Regions from separate parts of the Mus musculus genome. Here region 1 is linked to region 2. The links are chromatin contacts, called in public promoter capture Hi-C maps. All regions are on one chromosome and are shown on one strand. Each heading gives the region's core, a stretch centred on a gene start, on an enhancer-like site or on the middle of the called end of the contact. The rest is flanking DNA. Distances are from core to core; before and after follow the strand shown. Region 1 holds the start of Cabin1 (calcineurin binding protein 1). Region 2 holds the start of 4933407G14Rik (RIKEN cDNA 4933407G14 gene).

What was found. Promoter capture Hi-C pulls out the DNA fragments that hold promoters and counts their contacts.
Region 1: a contact with region 2 is called in a promoter capture Hi-C map of pre-B cells, with 4 times the contacts expected there. The contact joins the promoter of Cabin1 here to the promoter of 4933407G14Rik in region 2. A contact is called at or near these places in 1 of 39 promoter capture datasets (pre-B cells) and 1 of 484 Hi-C or Micro-C datasets (pro-B cells).

What each region holds. Positions count from the first base shown.
Region 1 is chr10:75,762,716-75,767,356 of GRCm38.p6, forward strand. It overlaps Cabin1 (calcineurin binding protein 1), which reads right to left and starts at 1,642. Exons shown (of 37, transcript NM_172549.3): 1 at 1,310-1,642. It also overlaps the pseudogene Gm19326.
Region 2 is chr10:75,446,462-75,450,796 of GRCm38.p6, forward strand. It overlaps 4933407G14Rik (RIKEN cDNA 4933407G14 gene), which reads left to right and starts at 3,049. Exons shown (of 3, transcript NR_045841.1): 1 at 3,049-3,992.

The DNA of each region.
Region 1 (4,641 bases), core at 392-2,891, 310 kb after region 2:
ATAGTAAAGAAAAGCTATTTATGGCCCTCAGCTCTGCCATCCAGTTAGTGAAAGGCAACCAAGGGGCCTACTAGGGTCTAGGAGCCTGGCAATTTTTCTTGTCAGGGATAAGGGAGTTTTCAAGGTAGGGTCTCCCTGTGTAGCTCTGACTATCCTGGAACTTGCTCTGTTCCACCTGTCTCGGCCTCCACAGTGCTTGGGATTAAAGGCACACACACCATTACACACAGTGTGATGGTTTGCATATGCTTGGCCCAGGGAGTGGCACTATTTGGATGTGTGGCCTTGTTAGAGGTGTGTCACTGTGGGAGTGGGATTTTATACCCTAGTCCTAGCTTCCTGGAAGTCAGTCTTCTGTTAGCAGCCTTCAGATGAAGATGTAGAGCTCTCAGCTCCTCCTGCACCATGCCTGCCTGGATGCTGCCATGTTCTCGACTTGATGATAATGGACTGAACCTCTGAACCTGTAAGCCAGCCGCAATTAAATGTTGTCCTTTATAAAACTTGCCTTGGTCATGGTGTCTGTTCACAGCAGTAAAACCCTAACTATGACACCTGACTTCTGGCAGTCTTGAGGTTATGGTAGAACTGTGTGTGAGAGACTGACTTAACATAAATGCCCCTCTCTATGCCTGTTTCCTCTATGATGTGACATGCTGGTCTAGACATGGCCTGTAGGTTCACCATCCACTGCTATTATACAGCCCGAAAGGAGGATTTTTTTTTCTTTTTTACATTTCTAATGAGGAAAACAACCAGCCAACCAACCAACCTCTTGATTCATGACAATTACATAAAAATTATTTCCATTCAGCTTTCAGTATCTATAAATAAAATTATAGTGACACACTGTCTCATATATTGTCTTTGACTTTATTAATGAAACAATTGAACAGCCACCCCAAATCTAAAACACTTACCATTAAAAGTATTGTTTTTTTTTAAATTAAATTTACAACATAAAATATAAATCTATCTACAAGAGTGTGCCAACCCCTGAAGGAGATCATTCTAAATTTTATTCCTAAGCAAATTAATCAATCACATAGAAGGAACTTTACCCAGATGAGGTTCAATAGGCCACACTGATGACCTATAAGAAGTCACGTCTTGAAGAGTTAAGCGGCAAAGTCCACAAGTGCAGAAACCTGACAGCGCCAGGTGAAGTCGTTCTACCTGCCTCCTCCATGGAGGGTGTTGAGCAGAATGGCTGCAGTCGGGGTAAGCCGCACCGGAACTTTAAAGTCGTTTAAAACCTTCCCTCGGCCTCAGTTTCCACCCCTGGAAATGGTACTCACATCACACTCACCTCGCTGGGCTGCGGTGAAGGTGAACGAAAGGACGCACCGAAAGGGATGGCTTCGAGCTGCGGTCACTGTGACCCACCCTAGGCGCCACCGGGCGAGGCTGCGGGAAGCGAGAAGAAGCCAGCGTGGGCAGAAGACCCGCGCCCGTGCCTTCGGGTCTCGAGCCTGGCTTCGGCCCACCGCGCCCGGGAGGAAGGGGAAGAGCGGGTCTTCTCGCGTGGTTCCACCTCCTCGCGCTCACGGGAGCCGTGCGCACACTTAGCAGACACACACAGCCCTTGCTCCCCGGAACTCGACCGGCGTCTCCAGGGCAACGGCCGGAGCTCCCAGACTCCTGCGCGCGACAAACCAACAAGGAACGCTCTCATTGGCTGAAGTGTCAGCCTTATCAGCCAATCGGAGTAGGCTGTTTGGGCGGACCCACGGGTTCGCTGTGCGCTGTGTCTTTGACTCGCGCGCGTGGGAACGCTGCTGCCTGCTGCTGCTGCGCTCCGCTACCTGCAGGACTTAACAGTTTTGTTTTATTTTGCTTTGGTTTTGTTGTTGCTATTGTGTTTTATTTTGGTCTGGTTTGTTTTAAGCAGTGTCTCACTAGTGCAGCCCAAACTAGCTTCGAACTCGTGGCTATCCTCCGGCTTCGGACTCCGGCTTGCTAAGGTTACTGGCCATCACATACTACCACTTGCACGCACGCTTTATGAACGCGAGTTTACAAACTAGAACCCCCCCCCCCCCCATTCACTAAAACAAGCGCATTGCTGCCAAAGACCCGGAGCAGGTGTTCTGACGATAATGATTGGAAACCCAAGCGACACGCAAGCAGAACTAGATAGGGAGCTGGAACTTGTTATGGTGCCCAGGCCTCGCCTCTTCTGCCTGGTCTGGAACTCCGTATTTACAGGCTCTCCGACTCACAAAGATAAGCCTGCCTCTGTCTCCCAAGAGCAGGGATTAGATACATGAACGACTTAGAAACGCAAATGATTTAAAAACCAAAGGGCGGGGGAGCAGACCCGCTTAAGAAACGTGTCAGAGAAGTTTACCGGTTTTTGAGCAGAAAAACCTGATAAGGAGAGGTTAGTATTTTGGGAGTTGATGCAACCCTTTAGGGAGGAGCTCCACACTGCTGGAATCCCTGGTGGCAAAGTATCCCACAAGAATGATTTAAATAACACTAAGGGGCTGCAGAGCCGTCTTGGCAGTTCAGAGCACTGGCTTCTCTTCCAGGGGACCTTGGTTTGAAGACCAGCATTGGCACAGCTCACAACCGGCTGTAATTTCAGTTCAAGAGTTCAAGACGATCTCCAACGCCCTCTTCTGGCTTCTTCTGGAACTGCACAATGTGGTACACAGCCATACATGCAAGCAAAACACTCATACACATAATTTTTTTTAAAAAAAGGTTTGTTTACTTTATGAATGTAAGTACACAATATCTGTATTCAGACACACCAGAAGAGGGCATCGGATCCCATTACAGATGGTTGCAAGCCACCATGTTGGGAATTGAACTCAGGAACTCTGAAAGAACACATTAAAATTTTTTTTTTTTTTTTTTTTTGGTTTTTTGAGACAGGGTTTCTCTGTATAGCCCTGGCTATCCTGGAACTCTGTAGACCAGGCTAGCCTCGAACTCAGAAATCCACCTGCCTCTGCCTCCCAAGTGCTGGGATTAAAGGCGTGTGCCAACACTGCCCAGCTCACATAAAATTTTTAACAATGAATGTTACGGCTTTTTTCCCCCATATTGTAAGAGTTTGAAAACTTATTTAAAGCTGGGCATGGTGGCACACGCCTTTAATCCTAGCACTTGGGAAGCAGAGGCAGAGTGACCAGGTGATCTCTGTGAGTTCCAAGACACCCAGGGTAACACAAGGTAACACAAACCCTGTGTAGAAAAACAAAAACCAAACAACAACAACAAAATGCGGGGGGCGGGGGAGCAAGGCTTGTTTAAAAAGAAAACATTAACAGTAAGAATCATGGTGCATAATTCAATCAGTCTGGTACAAAGAAAACAACCTTATTAATATTCCAAGAGGTTAAAAAATATATTACCAACTTTGACTTCAGAAAAGTATAGACTGGAGGTTGGAGAACACCAACTGGCTCTTCCAGAGGTCCTGAGTTCAATTCCCAGCAACCACATGGTGGCTCACAACCATCTGTAATGGGATCTGATGCCCTCTTCTGGTGTGTCTGAAGACAGCGACAGTGTACCCACATACATAAAAGAAAAAAAAAAAAGTATAGACTGCAAGAGGGTAGAGGAACAGAAAGAAAAATTATTAAAATTGTGTAAACAGTGAGTCTTGGTGGTGAGACTTCTGCCTGTGCACACTCGGGAAGCTGGGGCAGGAGGATCACTTCAAGTTCAAGGCTAGCCTGTTTTACACAACAGATTCAGGTCAGTCAGGGCCACCTAGAAAGAGCCATTCTCAAAACCACAAATATAGCACGAATAGTATAGTATGCTTATTGGATCCAGTTTCCATCACTCGGTTCTTGAAAAATAGACCCCATGCCGGGGTCTACAGGGTAAGGGTTCAAAGGTGAAAGAAATATTGATCATGCCAGAGCCTCAAACAGAACAGAATTGACAGAGAGATAGCTCGGAGCTACCTTGGGGTGGGGAGAACATTTGAGAAGTGAGAGACCTTTCTATGCAAGCCGACAGGTAATATCAGTGTATGTGGTAGGGGTGACAGATTCAATATGGTAAGACTGTTTGTCTTCCATTCCCGCTGAGTTCCCGCTGAGAGGTCCATGTCAGTGCCATCCTCAGGTGTCCTCAGAATTCCAACACCCGCTGGTAGAGAGAAGAGGTTGGCTTATCAGTCTCAGAAACTAAATGAGCTCCAGTCAGCCTCTCAAACTTAGAAGATGCACAGCTTTCTTTCCGCCCTGCTTAGCTGCTTTGTTAGCTTGAAGCAAGCTAGAGTCACCAGGGAAGAGGAACCTCAGCTGAGACAGTGCGCCCATCAGATTCCTCTCTAGGCAAAGTCTATAAAAAGTCTAGAGGGTGTGTTCTTGATTAATAATTGGTGTGGGAAGACCCAGCCCGTTGTGGGAGGTGCCACCACTAGTCAGATGATCCTGGGTTGTGTATGAAAGCAGACAGAAGACTCTTAGGTCAAAATGGCGGGTCAATCTGCTGTTGCAGCATCAAGCAAGTGGCTGGATGGTTTTCGAAAGTGGTATTATAACGCTGCAGGATTCAATAAACTGGGGATAATGCGAGATGCTACACTACATGAAACTGAAGATGTAAAAGAAGCCATAAGAAGGCTTCCTGAGGACCTTTATGACAGGCTGTTTCGAATTAAGAGAGCCT
Region 2 (4,335 bases), core at 1,799-4,298:
CAGGGAGTCCAGGAAGCAGACGAACTTCACGGGAAGGAAGCGAGGGGATTCCCCTGGTGATGGTGATTGTTGTGTTTTATGAAGCGTAATGTCATGCGGCGGATGGGAGGGAGCACCTCAGCGGGCCCTGGCAAGGTGTTTCCCCTGCCCTCCCTCCCCTGAGGATGGGGGAATCACCACCATGAGACAGGCCTAGTACAAAGGAAGTTTATTGGGCGAAGAGAGCCAGGAAGTGGAGTGGGACCTGGAAAGGGCTGGAGGTAAAGAAAGGGGGAGAGAAAAGGACAGAGAGGGGAGAAAGGAAGAGGGGAATGGGGGAAGAGGTCGGCCATGGTCACGTGGGATGGGGTGGCGGGTGGTGTGAAGAGTAGATGGGGAGAAGCCTGCCCCTTCTTCTAAGGGGCGAGGCTTGTACCTGGCTGTTGCTAGGTAACTGTTGGGCGGAGCCTAGAAGAATGCTAACATTGATGGTGATGGGAAATCCCAAGCTTGGCAGCCCCAGAGCAGGTCCTCAGAGAAGGAGCACAAATTCTAAGACAATCCTGTGAGCCACACATTGAAAAGGGATCGAGATAATAACGAACAGAGATTAGGTGATTAGGGGGACTTCTGATAAGACCCTAGAAACATAAATGCACAGGGAAACAAGATAATCAAAACAAAAACACAGTGGAGAGGAAAAGCCATGGTCGTTACAGCGCCGCTTCCCCGACATCGGACCTTTTATTGTTATGAGAACAGAAATGTTAGCAGCAAGCTAAGGCTCCGTTTGTGAAATGCTTGCCCCAGAAGCATGAAGCCCTGGGCTGTGACTTCCATTACCTATTTAGGAAGCTGGCTGGGACGGATTGTGCCTATAATCCAGTAGCTGAAGAGGTGGAGACACAAGAATTTCGGGGACTTGCATAGCCAGTCACTTGGCAAGTGTAGTGGGGGATCCTGTCTCAAAAGTGAAGGTGGAGAGGGCTGGAGAAATGGCTCAGCTCTTGCACGTGGAGGCAAGGCAGTGCTGTAGGGTTGGTTCTTTTCGCGGTTGGGAAGATCAAAGTAAGGTTTTCACCTTTGCCTGGCAAGTACTTTTACCCACGGAGCTATTTCACGAGCCACGTTCTTCACTTTAGGGAGAATTGTAGGGACAATATCCTTTTGAAATTTTATAGACGTTTAACTCTCGAGCCCATTTAAGATTAAAACCACAAATGTCATGAAGGGCGGCAGCTGCAGCAGGTGTCCACATTTGGGTGCTGCCCAGTGTTTGTGAGCAGCCAAGTGTGGGGAGCCAAAGATGTCTTCAGTGTATGTCAGCCACGTCAAGGATCTACTCTACAGATCCATGGGAACGTTATCTCTCTAGATGAGCATAATTACGAGACCATCACAGAAATTCACAGCTGGATACAGTGCAGAGATCAACAGATTGTGGGGAGCCAAGCAACAACAGACACATAGCTACATAGCTCCTGCATCTATAGCTTGGGGGGGGGGGGCGGAGATTAGGAGATTGAGACTGCCAGGAAGTCTGCTGTGAGACAGTCTCTCCTAAAACAGCTACATAAATAAGACTGGAACAATCACAATAGCAATGGGCATATTCACATGAATGGGGGGGGGGGTCATTTCACAGTCTCTCACTCCTACACAAAGAACTACAGGCAGCTGTTGACTACTGGGCTGTAGCAGGAATAGTGGGACAGCCTCTAGGGGCCACACAGCCCCAAACGTATCTCCTGCAGGAGAACCTAATTGAAGACTACCTGAGAGACCAAGGATTGCTGGTACAGACAATGCCAACCAATCAAGATCTGCTGTTTAGAAAAGGTGCTTCCTTGGGACCAACGAGGGTATTAAAGGAGCTTGCAGCAGTGTTTAGAAAGCTTGCTGCAGCGTTTCTCACGTGCTCCCAGAGTCTCCGTTGACTCTGCACTACCTCAACACCAACTCCCAAGGGCAGGTAGGGTCAGGCAGAGAGCAGCCCAGGGCACAGGCAACACTGGGAAGGAGTATCAGCCTCTCCTAAGAGGTGAGAACCATTTGATTCTCCAATGCAGGGTGGTCAGCCTTGAAACCATCACTCACAAACAACAGAAACAGACTCAGCAAGGTATGTGTGCGTGCGTGTGTGTGTGTGTGTGTGTGTGTGTGTGTGTGTGTGTAAGAGAGAGAGACAGACAGACAGATTATCAAAAAGAAGCTATCAAGTTGAGAATGTGAGCCCATGGGAGAGGTTTGAGGGAAGGGACCTAGGAGGGGCTGGAGAGAGGAAATGAAAGGGAGAAGTGTTATAATTCTATTTTAATTTAAAATGTTTTCTTTTAAAGAAAGCAAGCTGAACACTATGGGAGGCAAGCCCAGTAAACCATTCCTCCATGAATTCCCGCTTCAGTCCCTGCCTCCAGGCTCCTATCTTGGGTTCCTATTCAGACTTCCTGCCTTGACATCCCATAATGAAGGACTGAAATGTTGAAGTGTAAGCCAAATAAACCCTTTGCTCTCCCAACTTGGATCAGATCATCCTATTTATTCAACCAACAGGGGAGCAAACTAGGGCAGGAATCCAAGGCTATCCTAGATTGCATAGCAAGCTCAAGACTAGCCAGAACCAGTGAGACTCTGCTGCAAATCAAGATCTAGGTAAGTAGTTCAGAGGCACAGTGCTTGTCTGGCATGCGCAGAGCCCAAAGTCAGTCCCCTAGGTCTGCTTTCTGTCTTCCCTGAGCGGCATTCCAGTGGCGAGGCAGATGCACAGCCAGACAGAGCCCTGATCTAACAACAACATGTGTTAGAGACACAGGGGACATTCGTGAACAGAGAAGAGGCCATGTAAGGACACAGAAGGCAGCCATGGCACACCCATAAAAGAAACCTCAAGAGAAGCCAAACCTGCCCACACCCCCATCTTGAACTAGGAGCGACTAGAACTCTGAGGAATAAATGTTTGTTGTCTAAACCACTCCTTCTGTGATGTCACATTATGATTTCATTACACAACTAACATTCTCTCACTATGAGTTCATACACACACACACACACACACACACACACACACACACACACCTACCTCAGCCAGAACATGTGCTCTTACATACTCAGGGTGTGTAGCTATACAGATACAGTTCTAGGAGGCATCCATGCCAAGAGAGGGAGAGGGAAATACTGCCCACTGGCCAGGATCAGTTGTTACAATGGAATCCAGTCTAAGTATACAATAAGCTCCTGAACTTTTAGGGGCATGGGAAATGAGCTGTCTGCTCTCAAATGCCACATTTGCCTTCTTGTCTATGTATCCCAAGTCCCTGAGGCTCAGCAGACTCCCAGAGTGCATAAGGAGATTCCATCAGTTGGGATACACAGGTGTATGACTAAGTCTCAATTTCCAGCTTCATTTTATGCTGGGTGCTTGAAAAACTGTTATTTATTTAAAAGGGGGAGGGTCATTAATTTCACATCTGTATTCAGTCAAATGCCCTTCCCCCACATGCTCTGTAACTGTTAAGACATAGCTCAAGGATAAAATTTAATTCTCTGGCTTGGTATTGAACACCTAGTCCAAGGTTGGCCAGTCAATTGCTATAGTTTCTTGTTAACCTCTGACTAAATTACAAAAGAACACGTCCTTGAAATCTTTCTGACACCCATGTGTATATTTAAATCCAATCCATATGGCAGGATATGATACAATCTTCTAAGACAGACGGTGCAATGGTCACTGTCTCTTGGTATTCACATTCCCATATGAGAATTAAAACTAGTAACTTTCTTTGAATATAAAGCACAGGGAGTTTCTTGGTTTACAACAATAAATTCCTTCATCGAAAGCTGGGAATAGCAGGAAGCCGAAATGCATTGCAAACGTCTGTCCTACTGAATGTAATAGCTCAGGACAATTGTATTAGCCTACGGATGGGAATAATCCAACACAAAACACGTTTGATTCAAAGCAGTGCCACAGGTCCCACAGTGGTTGCATGTGCGCTCTTCATACCACCTGAAAGGTAAGCGTTCTAAAACCTGTACGTTGAGGACTGTCTGGAGAGCAATCATGGTAGGTGGTGTTCCTGAGATGCGGTAGCCAAAGGACCAGGGCTTCTATCCTGCTCATTCAACTGTTTCGCTGTAAGAAAGTGTTAGAGCTGTCTTATAGAGAAGCCTGCATCCCGGGATCCAAACCCTACAAAGGACCATGTCAGTGAACTTGACAGTGGAGTCCCTTCAACCCCATCCAGCCTTTAGGATGAGAGCTCAATTATAACCTGAGGCACCCAGTTCTTGAACCTAGACCCTCGACCACAGAAATGGTCGGATAATACGTTTGTTGTCTGAAGGCACAAATATTAA